Regions from separate parts of the Mus musculus genome. Here all the other regions are linked to region 1. A link is a contact called in public HiChIP or PLAC-seq and promoter capture Hi-C data. All regions are on one chromosome and are shown on one strand. The core of a region is the stretch at or near the end of the contact, and the rest is flanking DNA. Distances in the headings are between cores, read along the strand shown. Region 1 holds the start of Slc1a6 (solute carrier family 1 (high affinity aspartate/glutamate transporter), member 6). Region 2 holds the start of Shc2 (SHC (Src homology 2 domain containing) transforming protein 2). Region 3 holds the start of C2cd4c (C2 calcium-dependent domain containing 4C). Region 4 holds the start of Mier2 (MIER family member 2). Region 5 holds the start of Plpp2 (phospholipid phosphatase 2).

What was found. HiChIP or PLAC-seq counts read pairs in DNA pulled down with a chosen protein or histone mark. Capture Hi-C pulls out chosen DNA fragments and counts their contacts.
Region 2: an H3K27ac HiChIP or PLAC-seq map of embryonic stem cells shows a contact between it and region 1, with 5 times the contacts expected there. The contact joins the promoter of Shc2 here to the promoter of Slc1a6 in region 1. A contact is called at or near these places in 5 of 39 promoter capture datasets (cranial neural crest, embryonic stem cells, hippocampal neurons and 2 more) and 4 of 115 datasets of contacts at active chromatin or transcription factors (embryonic stem cells, forebrain and stem cell-derived neural progenitor cells).
Region 3: a contact with region 1 is called in an H3K4me3 HiChIP or PLAC-seq map of stem cell-derived neural progenitor cells, with 5 times the contacts expected there. The contact joins the promoter of C2cd4c here to the promoter of Slc1a6 in region 1. A contact is called at or near these places in 4 of 39 promoter capture datasets (embryonic stem cells, hippocampal neurons, pre-B cells and 1 more) and 2 of 115 datasets of contacts at active chromatin or transcription factors (astrocytes and stem cell-derived neural progenitor cells).
Region 4: a contact with region 1 is called in a promoter capture Hi-C map of pancreatic islet. The contact joins the promoter of Mier2 here to the promoter of Slc1a6 in region 1. A contact is called at or near these places in 1 of 39 promoter capture datasets (hippocampal neurons), 1 of 484 Hi-C or Micro-C datasets (embryonic stem cells), 6 of 115 datasets of contacts at active chromatin or transcription factors (astrocytes, embryonic limb bud, embryonic stem cells and 1 more) and 1 of 9 other capture datasets (pancreatic islet).
Region 5: a contact with region 1 is called in an H3K4me3 HiChIP or PLAC-seq map of stem cell-derived neural progenitor cells, with 5 times the contacts expected there. The contact joins the promoter of Plpp2 here to the promoter of Slc1a6 in region 1. A contact is called at or near these places in 1 of 39 promoter capture datasets (embryonic stem cells), 6 of 115 datasets of contacts at active chromatin or transcription factors (embryonic midbrain, embryonic stem cells, forebrain and 1 more) and 1 of 9 other capture datasets (embryonic stem cells).

The regions. Positions count from the first base shown.
Region 1 is chr10:78,779,142-78,781,805 of GRCm38.p6, forward strand. It overlaps Slc1a6 (solute carrier family 1 (high affinity aspartate/glutamate transporter), member 6), which reads left to right and starts at 1,355. Exons shown (of 10, transcript NM_009200.3): 1 at 1,355-1,540. It also overlaps a transcript of Ccdc105 not described here.
Region 2 is chr10:79,636,586-79,639,249 of GRCm38.p6, forward strand. Shc2 (SHC (Src homology 2 domain containing) transforming protein 2) reads right to left here and starts at 1,333. Exons shown (of 13, transcript NM_001024539.1): 1 at 864-1,333. The coding sequence starts at 1,265.
Region 3 is chr10:79,612,698-79,615,361 of GRCm38.p6, forward strand. It overlaps C2cd4c (C2 calcium-dependent domain containing 4C), which reads right to left and starts at 1,321. Exons shown (of 2, transcript NM_198614.3): 1 at 1,060-1,321; 2 at 1-641. The coding sequence starts at 614.
Region 4 is chr10:79,553,824-79,556,487 of GRCm38.p6, forward strand. It overlaps Mier2 (MIER family member 2), which reads right to left and starts at 1,305. Exons shown (of 14, transcript NM_001316699.1): 1 at 1,251-1,305. The coding sequence starts at 1,259.
Region 5 is chr10:79,532,484-79,535,147 of GRCm38.p6, forward strand. Plpp2 (phospholipid phosphatase 2) reads right to left here and starts at 1,304. Exons shown (of 6, transcript NM_015817.3): 1 at 1,141-1,304. The coding sequence starts at 1,192.

The DNA of each region.
Region 1 (2,664 bases), core at 105-2,604:
GGGCTGGTGAACTTTTGGGATGATCCCACAACGTACCTGTAGCCACACTGGTCCACTGATTTGTGGATCTCTGGATTGAGAGCCACACTGACTTGGGGGGAGGGTGTGGGGTAGAATCCCAGTGCAGTTTTGATTTGGCATCAGAATTTAAAACTGTTCTCCTTGTGTTTAAAAGGTCCAGGTAAGACTGAGAACTACCTTGTTTAGCAAGTGTTCAAGGATTAGGGCCAGGGCTCTGAGTACAACGACTGGACAGCTCTGAAGGCTGTGCTATTTTATGAGAACCTGTCACTTTGTCTGCAAACTGGGGTGGTAACGTGTGTTTAGTATGGCTATGTAAATGAAATAGAACTCAAGGAATCTTCCAGATGCATGATGTTGCCATCAATAATAGCACAGTAATAACAACAACGAACATCGATTGACTACACTACAGTACATGTTTGTATTGTGAGCTTGCCACGGCACATCCGTGGAGATCTGGTGTTGGTTCTCTCCTTGTTGGTTCTCTCCTTCACCATTACGTAAGTTCTAGGAATGAAACTCAGGTTGCCAGCCTTGCCCTGCAAGCAGTAGTAAGCCATCTAACCAGTGTCTTCCGGGTTGATTTTTATTATCCCGCTGGGGTTGGTGTCAAACTCTGTAAAGAGGCTCAGTTCTCAGAAGAACTAATGTGCTGGAAGCTACCAAGTCAGTGTCAACCTGGAGGAAGATGCCAGCTCCACAGTGTCGCAGATACGCTGCAGATTGCAAGGGATACCATTAATTACAACAGTAACAGCAATTATGAAAGGTTTCGATTTGCACAGCGCTTCATGCTGCAGAGAGCGTTTTCACGTTCGCTTTACTTTCCTCAGCTGTAATTTTCTCTCAGGTCGGCCAAGTCACCTCCCTTGTTTCAGCGAGGAGGCCAGGCTCAGAGAGGGAGAGGGACTGGCCGAGAGGGACACAGCAGTAAAGTGGCCAAAGCCAGAAAGGTGCACCTGAGGGAGAAGCTGGGCAGCGAGCCCACGTGGTGGCTGTGGTCACCCGATGCGGGCTGTCTTCCCTCCCCCTGCCTCAGACCCACGCTGAGGATGTGGGCGCTCTCCCAGCGGTAACAGGGCTGGGTACCCCAACATCCCAGGAGGCCTGCTGGCCTCGGAGGACTCGGGAGGGGCAGGGGGCGGGCTCGGAGGCGCGGCTCGGCGCGGGGGCGGAGGCTGTGCGGGAGAGGCCGGTCACCCCGCCCGCCCCGCGTCCCGGAGCTCCTGAGCAGCTGCGGCAGGGGGACATCCCCGAGGGGGTCCCGCCCCCCGCCCCGGCCCCGCGCCCCCCGCACCCACGTGAGCTCAAGGCCAGCCTGCATTCCTCCGATTGCATAGCGCATCCCTGTTCCGCGTCGCTCTCTCTGTCTTCGGGTCCCCAACGCAGACACAGCGCGGGTCCCTGGAGGGTCCCTGCGGACCCGGCCAGGTCCTTCAGCGGGTTCTGGCTTCTGCATCCCGGCGCAGCGCGCAGGCCAAGGCGCGGGCAAGGCGGCCCCGCTGACCCGAGGCTGGTGAGTGGGACATTTATCCTGAGTAGGGTTGGCTCTGGGTCCGAGTCATTCCCTGTGCACAGGTCTCCACTTTCTCATTACCTTTCCTCAGTGCTTTCCAGTCCCGTTATAGGTGCTGAGCCTGCCTCTGCCCTGCCACTCTGGTGAGTTTCCTTACTTTAGATCCCTGGGTCTCCTTCCCATCTCCAGAACTCCCCATTCAGCAACCTCAACTCCCAGGCAGTCCTATTTCCAATACTGAATATGATGTCTCTCCTATTTCTTTGGCTGGACTCCATTTTCCCTACCAGGGGTTCATAATCCAACTCCAGACATGCCTGCTGTGGTTAAGACCGACCATCATTCCAAGGGAGCTGGGTATGGAGGTGCGATTGTGGTTGTACTGTGTTATTTATTTTTGGGTGAGCATGTGCTTGTGTGCCTAAGACTTTGGTGAACATCATTGTCCACGGAGTTTCATTTGCATGGGGTACTTGTGCAGGAGGCTCAAAGTGTGTGGCTTTGAGTTTCATGGTGTGCATGGTGGTGGCGCGCGCGTGCTGGCGCGCATGTGTGTGTTTCTCTGTGTAGACTTTGTATGTCTAATGCTGAATGTATGGGGTTGGTTGTATTTCTGACGGTGTGAGAGAGGTTATCTGTCTTCTGGTGTGCATGACTGTAGCAAAGGTTTGTTTGTGGGGAGGAAATATGTGTTTGGCATGGCGCGTATGGATTCACAGTTCTGGAGGGTGTGTGGCTGTATGTCTGAAGAGTCTGCGTGGGACTGCATGTCCATAAAGGAGTACATAGGTGTCAGTTGCACACAGGATGTGACGCTGTCTGTATTCAAGTGAGTGTGTGATGAATGATGTCTATCTTGCCTCTTTCCCGTCTGTCACTTACTCCTCCAGGTAGCATAGCATCAATATATGATGTTATTTAAACAAAGAATCTTCCTTTAGCCCGCCATCGTTTGTGCAAGAAAAGGCCCTGGAGATGGCTTAGTTATAGGCCTGAGAATGGAGGGAGGAGAGAAAAAACAGGCCATTTAAGCTTACAGCTTTAGGGCTGGAGAGATGGCTCGGTGGTAAAGAGGACTTCCCTGGTTTGGTTGCCTGTTTCATGGGCTCTAATACCCTCTTCTA
Region 2 (2,664 bases), core at 83-2,582, 860 kb after region 1:
AGATAAAATGTCCCCAATGACTTGAGGGCACGTGGTACACCATCCCCCCACCCTTGCAAAGGTCACAATAGAAACCTGGGTAGGGGCTGGGGCTAAGCAGATACAGAGCTCAACTAACATGAAAAGGGCTGAGCTCCATCCCCAGCATCATAGGGAATGGGTGTGGTGGTGCATGACTGTCACCCTGGCTCTTGCAAAGTGGAAGCAGGAGGATCAGGAATGCAAGGTTATCCTCAGCTACATAGTGACTTCCAGGTCAGCCTGAGCTACATGAGACCCCGTTTCAAAAACAAAACAAAGAACAAAGGTCTGGAAGTGGTGACACTCATCTTAGCATCCCAATATTTGGGGTTGATAAGCCAGAATGATGGCCTGCAGCTGGAAGTCGCTATCCTCTGGCCAAATCCCTACCCCTTTCCACCTCTGCCAAAATAAAGGGGATAAACAAAGCCAGGCCCCTTCACTTCATCGGCTCTGATGTGGAATTTGGAACCCTGAGCCCTGAGCTTGAGTCCCCACTATAAGCCTGCAAAGTTGCTTTCTCCGGGGTCAGGGAACCCTCGGATACCTAGTCCTTATCTTAAGGACTCTCCCACCCAATAGCGGAGGGGGGGTGCGGCTAGCTTGCGCATGCGTGTGTCCCCTCCCTACCTGCGCCCTCTCCCCGCCCCTCCCCACGTGACGCCGTGAGAACCCGGACCCCAGCGCCTGCGAGTGGGGGCGGTCGAGAAGCGCGCGTACTGGAGACTGGGTTCCTGGGTTGTGGGGAGCGCTCACTTGGCTCTTGGGGTCCAAGAGACCAAACTGGGGGTGGGAGCGGTCCCCGACCACGGCGCGCCGGGAAAGAGGCTGAGCGCACTCACCCGAACGATGTAAGAGACCCCGGGCCCCAGGACCCTGGCATCGGGATGCAACCAGCCGTGCGCCGGCTTGTGAATGAAGCCGCCCTTGCGCACCCACTCGTCAGCGACATCCGGAGTCACCCGCGCGCCCCGCGTCCCCGAGCCCCGGCAGCGGCCGAGCGCGGGCAGCGGACAGGGCGCGGCGCAGCGCGGTTCGCAAGCGCCCAACACAGCGGCCAGCGCGGGGACCCCGGGCTCCGGCTGCGCCTCTGCCACCCCCGCCACGCGCGTCGCCGCGGGACCGCGGCCCAGGAAGCTACCCGGCGCTGCGAACTTCCACTGCGGCATCCGCGGCAGCAGTGCGCAGAAGGTGGTGGGCGCCTCGGGCTCGGGGGCCGCGCGGCCACCCGGACCCTGCGTCATGGCCGCGGCCGCCGAGGAGCCCCGGCTGAGCCTGGTCCAGAGCCGTGCGCTCCTCCCCGCCGAGTGATGTCACCGCTCCGCGCAGCGCGCAGCCGCGGGGGGCTACACTCCTGGGACCCCGACCCTGTTCTGGCAGCGCCGCCTCCGACCTAGCGCAGCCTGCCGGGGCTCCCCGAGGGAATGTCCAGTCAGGCTCAGACCGATGGGGAAACTGAGGACAGGGGTCGCATACACGGGGCGGGGCGCCATTCTTCAACTTCCAAGTCTCTGCCTTCACTCCAGCAGCATCCTATCCTCCCTTCTTTTCTTCTAAATAGAGAAACTAAGGCCTGAAGTCGCAGGTGCAGGGAGTGATCCCCTAACCCCGAGGCCACCCTTCACCACTGTTCCAGCAACATCCTGCCCTTCTTTACTTCTAAGTTGAGAAACTGAGGCCTGGCTTTGTAGAGCTATCCTCCGGCCCCTAAGTATCCCTTAAGCCACTGTTCCACCGGGTTTGCTCAGTGAGGAAACCGAGGGCTAGGGTAAGGATAAGGCACAAAAGGGAACTTGAGGTCTGGGTGGTAGAGGCAGGATGAGACTATCCGGGTCCTTGACACGTTCAGTCATATCCTGCCCAACTTTACTTCTAAATAGGGTCCAAATAGGGCCTGGGCCAGTGCACAGGCTGGGGTCCAGGACAAGAGAACCTCAGACTCAGAGGGTACCCCCTCCAACTGAACCTTCTTTACTGGTTAGTGGGAAAACTGAACCCTGGAGCAAGGCCAAGGCTTAAAGGGAAACTGAGGCCTGGAAGTGAAGCAAGTGCCCAGGACACCGCGGGTGGCGCTGCGTCTGGAGAAGTCTAAAGGTGACCATGGGTCGCTTCTGCTGGCTCCTGGCCTGTTTCCTAGGCTGTAAGCAAAGGACATCCATCGGTTCTTTGGGTTCATATTGGAACCCGAGGGTCAGAACTCTCAGGCCTGCCAACAGCCCCAGCCCAGGCTCAAGAGACCTCGGAGACACCGATTCAGACCCCAAGGGGATTCCTTCTGTGAGGGAAGGGGTTGTCATCATCACCCTGCCTCTGTCCCCCGCCCTTTCCAGGACAGTACTGCCGGGAAACAAAGAGAAGAGTGCTGGGCGGGGCAGGGTGCGGAGGAGGGGCAAGGCCGGCCAGATCGATGCGAGAGAAACTAGATCACTGCCTGTGGAGGGGGCGGAGGCGCGCGCGCCTGGCTCTCAGCCACTTCCACACAGGCACTCTCAGGAGCCCAGCCAGGTCGCCTTTGGTGTTGTCTGCTGGAAGAGGAGCGCCACTGGGCTGAAGTCTGAAAAATGGCTGTAGAATCTAGCTGATTAAGTGTGGACCAAGGCGTTCCCGGTCTGGGTGCACAAACATCACTGAATGGGGAGGTTA
Region 3 (2,664 bases), core at 71-2,570, 830 kb after region 1:
CTAGGGCTCATCAGGGCCCCCCCAACCTCCCGGGATCCCCCATCACCTCCATTGCCCTTGGCCCCTGCTCGCCGGCGGCCAGCACCAGGGGATCCGACCTGGGCCAGGGCCCCGTGCTCACTGTGGAAAAGGGACTCCTTGCGCCTGGTGTGGGGGCTCTCGGCCAGTGTGGCAAAGCCATAGGATGTCTGAGCCTTGGGCACAGAGGGCAATGACATGGCACCCTGCGCCTGGGGGTCAGCGTTGGTGGCTTCCTCGGCTGTCCAGTCCTCCGCACTCTCTATCTGAATCACATGTCGTGTGGCTGCCTTCAGCAGGCTCCTGCTCTCTGAGGCCAACTTGGCCGGCAGCCGGGGACTGCGAGGTGCTCGACGGGGCCCAGGTGAAGCCAGGTTTTGCTCTGAGGTGGAGGGGCCCAGGTCCGCCTGTCCCTCAGCCTCTGTGGGGCCAGAGGGCAGCTTGGGCGGGATGAAGAAGTCGGGGATCTTGTCCGGAGTCAGCACGTTGCTATACAAGGGACCCTTGGAAGACTTGTCCCCAGCCTCACCGCGGCTGGCTCCGTTCTCCCCAGACCCCCGAAGTCGTTCCAAGAACCACATGTTGGTTTTTCTCATGAGGGCGACAGGCAAGAGACCAGGAGTCTGAGGAAAGAAATAGGAGTCAGAAGTGACACTTGTGCTCAAATGTCACCTGTCAGGGCTGTCAAAGGGTCGGACTTGTGTTAAGGGGTCACCTTAGGGTTATCAAGAAGTTGGCATTTATGCCCAGCTGTCAACTGACTGTCAGGGATGTCAGGGGGTGGTACTGTACATGGGAGTCATCCGCCAGGGCCCCATGGGCTTGACACCTGGTTCAGGGGTCACCACCTGTTAGGGTTGAAGCCAGCGTAGTGTAGGATCACGCTGAGCACTTGGGGCGCCCTGAGCAGGGTCAGTCTCCCACGCGAGCTGGGCCCGGCCTGTATCCTGCGCACCCACCCACCACCACCTCAGGGGATCGGGGTCCCCCCAGGGAACCACAGGCCTGAGCATCCCGGCCCCGCCCCCAGCTGCCACCCACCTGTGGCTTCACTCAGCTGCTGCGCTGTGCGTTGGGGGAGGCGGCGACAGCCCTGGGCCCGGTGCAGCGAACTGACCGCGCCCCCGACTCCCTGTGCGCCGGGTATGGGTAGCGCGGAGCGCGCTGGGCTCACCTGCCCCACGGGCTGCGGCGACTCCGGAACGCGGAGCTAGGCTACAGCCCGGCGCAGCTGCGAGCGAGGCGGTAGCGCAGTGGCCAGCTCTCCTCTCGGCGCGGGAAACCGCCCACCAAGCCGTATTCCTCCGATTGCGGCCGCGCGCCCGCGTCCTCGCAATCCGCGAGGGGCGGGGCCTCCCGAACTGGCGGGGAATCGGGGGCAGGGCTCCTAATATAAATAGGGCGGGTCTGCATGCGGAGCTGGGCCTAGGAGACAGTCTCCTGGTTCAAGCTGAGGAGGGGGGAGGCGGAGCTACTGGTAAATAGGGTGGAGCCTGAAGAAGGGGCGGAGCTGGCAGGAGTGTCTGGACTACATTGTTCCAGCCAGGGGCAGGGTTGGTAGCACTGAACCACCTGCCTGGTACAGGGTGGATGGGGCATTGCCTCCTGGTACAGAGAAAGAGTTCTGTGAGGGGTGAGGGGTGATACCAACTTGTATAGCCTGTGGTCCTGGGCAAGACCCAGACTACTGATCTAAGCCTCCTGATGCTAGACTGAATGGAATACATAGAGTCTGGAAGGGGAGCTGAGGGGCGGGGCTTGTGTCACTGAATCCAGCTGAGTCTAGCTGTACCACTTCTAGTCCCAGCCTCTCCTCTCAGCTCTGGGGAACACAACAGATCCCTTCACTAGCCAGCTGGTCTTCAACCAATAATAATAACTCTAATGATTGGAATTGGGAACTGAGTCCCAATCAGCCTCTACATGACCTTCTCCATCTCTGGTTCCCATGGCCACCCAGCAGGGAGTCAGTCATCCTCAGCGTTTGTAGATGAGGTGACAATTTCACTCTAGGAGAACAACCCACCCAGAGAAAGGCCTGGTCACTGTTGGCTGGGTTTCCACAGCTCAGCATCAGGTACTTGGTGTAATACACCTTCCATGGGCCTACATTTATCTGGTACCCATCTATGGCCAAATGACCCAGATGCTGGGAACAGTCTGATGGCTATCCTAGTGACCAATGAAACAGGTAGCCATGGAACAACACACCGGCGAATGACAATATAGGTGTGTGGCTCTCCATGACAAAGCTATAACAGTCCTGGAGTGGTGACACACACCTTTAATTCCAGCATTTGGAGGGGGAGGGGAGCAGAGGCAGGCAGATCTCTATGTGAGTCTAGCCAGGTCTACATAGCAAGTTCCAGGACAGCCAAGGTTACATAGTGAGACTGTCTCAAACCAAACAAAAACAAAACAAACAAAAATCTTGTAACAGGAAATCTAGAGGGCAATGGAAGAAACTGCCATCCATCAGCCATGGCAAAAGAGACCTAGCAGGGTAAGGCCAGGCTCAACCTAAGGTTAGCTACAGGATCACAGCCCCCAGGAACCAGGTGCCTTGGGCTTGCTCTACTGGCGCTTCAATCCTGTGGCTGACCATACTTCCCTCTGTGTGATGGCAGGTAAGTCTCCCAACCTCTG
Region 4 (2,664 bases), core at 55-2,554, 770 kb after region 1:
ACAAACAAGGGAGCTAAACCAAGGGACAGGAATGAAGAAAACGGGTGGGAGCTGGGCAGCTGGGGTCAGAGGTGGCGTCCTAGAGACCAGATGAAGTGGGACAACTGACAGGCAACTCTGTAGGAATTCCGACTACAAGAAAGAAACCCAGGGGCTGGATGGTCTCATGAGGACTGCAAAGGATAGGCACAGCGAAGAGGTGTGGCTTAGACTAAGAACGGGACAAGCCACCAGCTCAAAGAGATGGCTGAGACACACACTAACCAAGTAGCTGACACTGAGGACTTCTATGTAACCACTGCCACTTTCATGAGTTCAAAACATGGATGCAGCAAAACACCCTCTCAGTTATAGAAAGGCACCACCAGGTTCCCACTTAAGATGAGGAAACTGAGGCAGAACCCTTCCAAATCCTAGACTCCAGGAGAGCACGTAAGCACAGGCTGGGGAGTCTCCACCACCCATGCCACACAGGGCAGAGCAGCCCAAGAGCACCCACTTGGCCGCCATGCCCCAAAAGGGGTATCGGTTGATCTATCTTGTCTTCAGAAGGTCTGCTTCCCCAAAGGCCCCCTAAAGAAGGAACTAAACCCCTAAGAACCCTCTGAGTCAACCAGCCAGAGTTGTCCAACGGGGCCCCCAGATCCCGACCCTGTGGCCCACGCGCGGGCCTGTTGCTGCCCCAAGCTGCCCCACTCGCGCACTGTGCAGAGTTCCAGTACCGGAGTGGCGGATTCGCAGCGCGTCGCTGGGGGCTGGTCCCGGAGTTCAGCGGCCGCACCCCGAGGTGCAGGTCAGCTCTGGGCTGTGCGCCGCAGCCCCGCACCCGCGGGGAGGCCCGCGCTCTCGCTCCCACAGCCAGACGAACTCCACGCGCGAAACTTTCCGCTCGCAGAGAGCCGCCGACTCCGCGCCCTGCTCATCCCCAACGCGCCGGAATGCGGTCCCCGCGCCGCCGTCCCAGACGCCAGCGCCGCACACCCACCCGGTCCGCGGCGCCCTCCCGCCGCGCGGCCCCGGGTCTCGGCCCCGCACCCGGCCGCCCGCGCCTCGCGCCCCTCCCCCCCGCCCGCCCGCGCATGCGCACCATAGCCGAGATGGGGAAGGGGGGTCGTCGGGCGCCCACGGGGCTCATGCTCCGCCCGGTAATAGTGGGGAGGCTCGAGGCGCTCGGACTGGGAGAGCACGGGCCGGACCAGGTCGACCCAGGGCAGTGTGTGGGAGGGGCCGCTACCCAGCCGCTCACTCACCTCCGCCATGGCCGAGCGTGCGCGCGGGAGGCGGCGGCCGCGCGGGTCCCCGGATGCGGTGCCGCGCGCTTATTGGCGGAGGAGCTGGGAGGCGGAGTGGGGCGGGGCCGCAGGAGGCGCGTAGTAGGTGTGCTGGCGAGGAGCGGAGATCTATAGCCTGGGTCCGGTGTACCCCACGCCCGTACATCAGCCAATCAGCTGATTCCTGTGTGTCCACAGGTGAGGGAGATGGCGCAAACAGGGAACAAGCCACAGGTGAAGAACAGTCTACAAGTGAAGAGGTTCCACAGGTGAGGGGACAATCTAGCAGTGAGGGGTTTGGGTCCCGAAGTGAAATGGGTATGGTCTGGAGGTGAGGGGAAGGTCCAGAAGTGATGGGGAATGGACTAGAGGTGAGAGGGGATAGTCCAGAGATGAAGGGGAGGATGTCTTGAAATGAGGGAGAATGAGATGAAACAACTGACAGGTGAGGGATGGTCTAGGGGTGAGGGGGTGGTCCTGAGGTGAAGGACACTGGTACAGAGAGCAGGGCATGAGAGCCTCCAGAACAGGTGCACAAACCTGACTTTCGCTGTCAGGAGGGTGCAGACAGAATGGGAGAGGCAGACCGGTGGGCAGACCTAGGCTTGCAGAGGTGAAGGCCTCTGGTCTACACAAGTCACCAAATGACTCTTCCTTCCCTCTGGGGCCAGGACCAAGCTGGGAGGTGAAGGCACCACTAAGGTTCAAGCACAAAAGCTGTCTCCCACCCCTGAGGATTTGCCCAAGACAGAAAGTCTGCCCCCTGCTCGTTTGGTGGGTTCATCATTCCATGAACCTGAGTCAGTCAGTCCTAACCCAAAAAGAGAACTGTGACAAGGATCACTAGAGAAAGCCAGGCATGGTCGCCCATACTTGTAACTCCAGTGCCCAGGAGGCTGAGGCATGAGAGTTACTATCAGTTTGAGGCTAGCATGGGCTTTGGAGCGAGACCCTGCCTCAAGAAACCAAGCTACTGGGTATGGTGCCACAAGCCTTTAATCCCAGCACTCAGAAGTCAGAGGCAAACAGGTCTCTGTGAGTTGGAGGTCTATGTAGCAAGTTCTGGGACAACCTTGGCTACGTAGTAAGACCCTATATGTGTCAAGACAAACAACAATAGCAAACACACACAAATTAACCAATTACCAAAGGTTAAGCAATTGGATGAATGGATGAGCAGAAAGATTCTTCAAGGTTAGGGCTTTCTTTCCCATGGACCTGATAGTTGCAATGGGGAACTGAGGTGACCTTTCAGCCAGCTGGGAAATATGAGCATCATTAGGGGAGGTGGACACTCAGCATTTCCTCAGGTGATGCCTAGACAACATCTCTCATCCAGGCCAGAGTTCAGAAACTGTTGACAGAAGTGTGGGCTCCAGACCCAGCCTAAAAG
Region 5 (2,664 bases), core at 54-2,553, 750 kb after region 1:
TGAGGTCAGAGGAGGATGTGAGAGATCAGGGGAAACACACATCTTCTGCATAGGAGGAGGTAAACTCCAAGGATCTGGTGGTAGAGAGCAACACTGAAGACAACTGAAGTTAGTGAATCCTCAGCAGACAAGCCAGGCAGACCACAGCTGTGCAAGGTCTGGACGAACCTAAAGCCCTGAACATGGCTGGGTTGCATGGCAGGTGTGGGCCAGGACACTGGCTCCCAGCTGTGTCCCCTCTTCTTCCTCCACCTGCAGTGGGTATTTGTAGGGTACTTTGTTCCCACCAACAGGAAAGGGCCTCCTTCACTCTGGCTGCAAGGCTTCCCTATCACCACCCAAAGTGTGCACTGACTCCAGTGTTCATTCAGCCACTCAGAGGCATAGGCCTCCTCCTGCTGCTGTGACTTCCCAGGTAGCTCCGCCCCTGGGGACTCAGGACTTTCCAAGGAAAAATGTAGACTATTTCCAAGTCCTGTAGTCCCTGGCATACAGTTAAAGCAACAGAAATGGTTCTACAAACCCATACACTTAAAAAGGGTGCCAATGGCTGAGGGGTGTCCCACGGGCTTTCTGGCTGCCAACGGGCCCAGCTAAAATGAGTATCCTTCCGGGATATGGAAGGTGGAAGGGGAGGGAGATGCAGAATGAAGGAAGATAGAGGCACCCCGTCACCGTCACCGCCTTGGGTTAGAATCCAGCCACTGTCCCCTGGGCCCCAACGAACACTTGGCCTTTGTTCGAGCCTGGGGGGTTCGGGACGCTCCTCCCAGCGGCCTGAACCGGAATGGCAGGTTTGTCTGTGCGAGCCTAGCTGTCCCCGCCTCCCGAGGGCACAGTGCTGGACCTTGGCCATGGGTCACTGGCCTGCAGGGTCTTGGTTCTGCCCCGCCCGTGTGAGTCACATCGCTCCGCGGCACTCGAGCGACTTCCTGCTGCCAGGACCCTCCACCCAGGAACAGCTACAGGTAGACAGGCAGCCCCGATCCCGCCAGGAGCCCAGGAGGGCTGGCGGGGTGCTCACAGGGAAGTGTAAAGCATTGGTCACCATCGTCCGCATCTCTAACGCACACTGGCCAGAGGGACCGAGGGAGTGTGCACCTGGGAAAAAGTCCCCGCACCCGGGGCTGAGGCTCTTACCGACCAACACGCACAGCACGTCCAGCAGCACGAAGACCCACCTCCGCTCCATGTCGCCCCGGCCCAGGGACGCCCGCGACCCCCGCTTGCCCCAGCTGTCCCGGCAGCCCCAGGATCACATGGCGGTGGAGACTGCCGGACCCAGGGAAAGGGCAGGGCTTGACGAAAGGGCCCGGGCGAGGCGGAGGCGGGGCTGAGGGAGGGCGTGGCATGAAGAGAAAGTGCGGAGGCGGGAGGGCAGGAGAGGGCGGAGGCCCTGAGGGGTGTGTTTGCCACCTTGACCCGGGCGCGCAGGGGCAGGGGCTGGGATGGGCGGGTGTGGGAGCGTGTCTCAGGACAAACTGAAGTCCCCTATTTGGGAGGGATCTCCAAGCTGGGATCCGAGAATCTCAGGGCTGAGAACAAGACTCAGAAGTGTTGACTGGGGTCTCCATGCAGAAAGGAGTCTTCCAGCTGGGAGGGGCCACCAGAACTCAAGACTGTAGGCTGGAGGTCACCCAGGTGTCCCCAACACTTGGGCGGGGTTCTGCAGTGATAATGCAGAGTTGCAGAGAGGGCAAGCCGACAACCGCCTGGGCAGCACTCCTAAGTTGATCTCAACCTTTCCAGAGGAGGGCACCTGTGCTGGACACAGTGACACTTCTAAACCCATAAGTACCTTAGCATGGGATGACCAAACTCAGGCAGAAGCCCACCTTCCCTCTAAAGTAGCATCTTGTAGTTGCTGTCAGGTTGGAAGGTTTCAAGACCCTTCATGGTGGGAAGGTCAGGATCATGCCTTAACACAGGCTGTATCCACTCTAGAGAATGCCACAGAGATTCTGAAATTGACCTATGATGGGTGGGACCCAGCCTACCCTGTTCAGGGGGTGTCCTGAGACCCTGGGCCAGGGACACTTGGGAGCCAAGGGCATGTAGACTCTGGAAAGAAAGGCCAGGATCTCCAAAACCCACACTGAATCCTTTGTAAGAGGCCACAGCGTGAAGCCTCCACTCCAGAGACTCCAGCTCCTTGATGCCTCCACGGAGGCCACACTCAGAGCCAGTCAGACCTTCCTCCACCACAAGGTTGACTTGAGTCCAGGATGTTTGAGACTTGAGGGCAGGGAAGGTCAGGAAAGAGACAACCCCTTGCTGAAGGTCCAAAAGGTCTCCCCTGACCTTCTCTCCTGCAGGATGTCACCTAGGCAGAGTTGACCTGAGAGGTCCTCAGAGAACCCAAGTGCCTGTGCTTTGGTGCTGGGGGGGAGCAGCATGCAGTGACCTGTTCGGGGTAAGGGAGGGTCCCTGCATCCTAGAAAGTGGCCTATAAAATGGGCAGGCAGAGCTTTCAATACACTGTAACCTGTGCTACACACAGGACTGGACAAGGACTGTGCAGAAACCTGGCTTCAGGTCTTCATTCATGTCCCTCCCCCATGCCTACCTGACACCTATGTGGCAGGTCTGACCCTTTAAAGACAAGGGCAGGCTGGGCTCTGGTGAGAGGACACTAACTGAAGCAGAGGTCCCCAACGCCAGCAT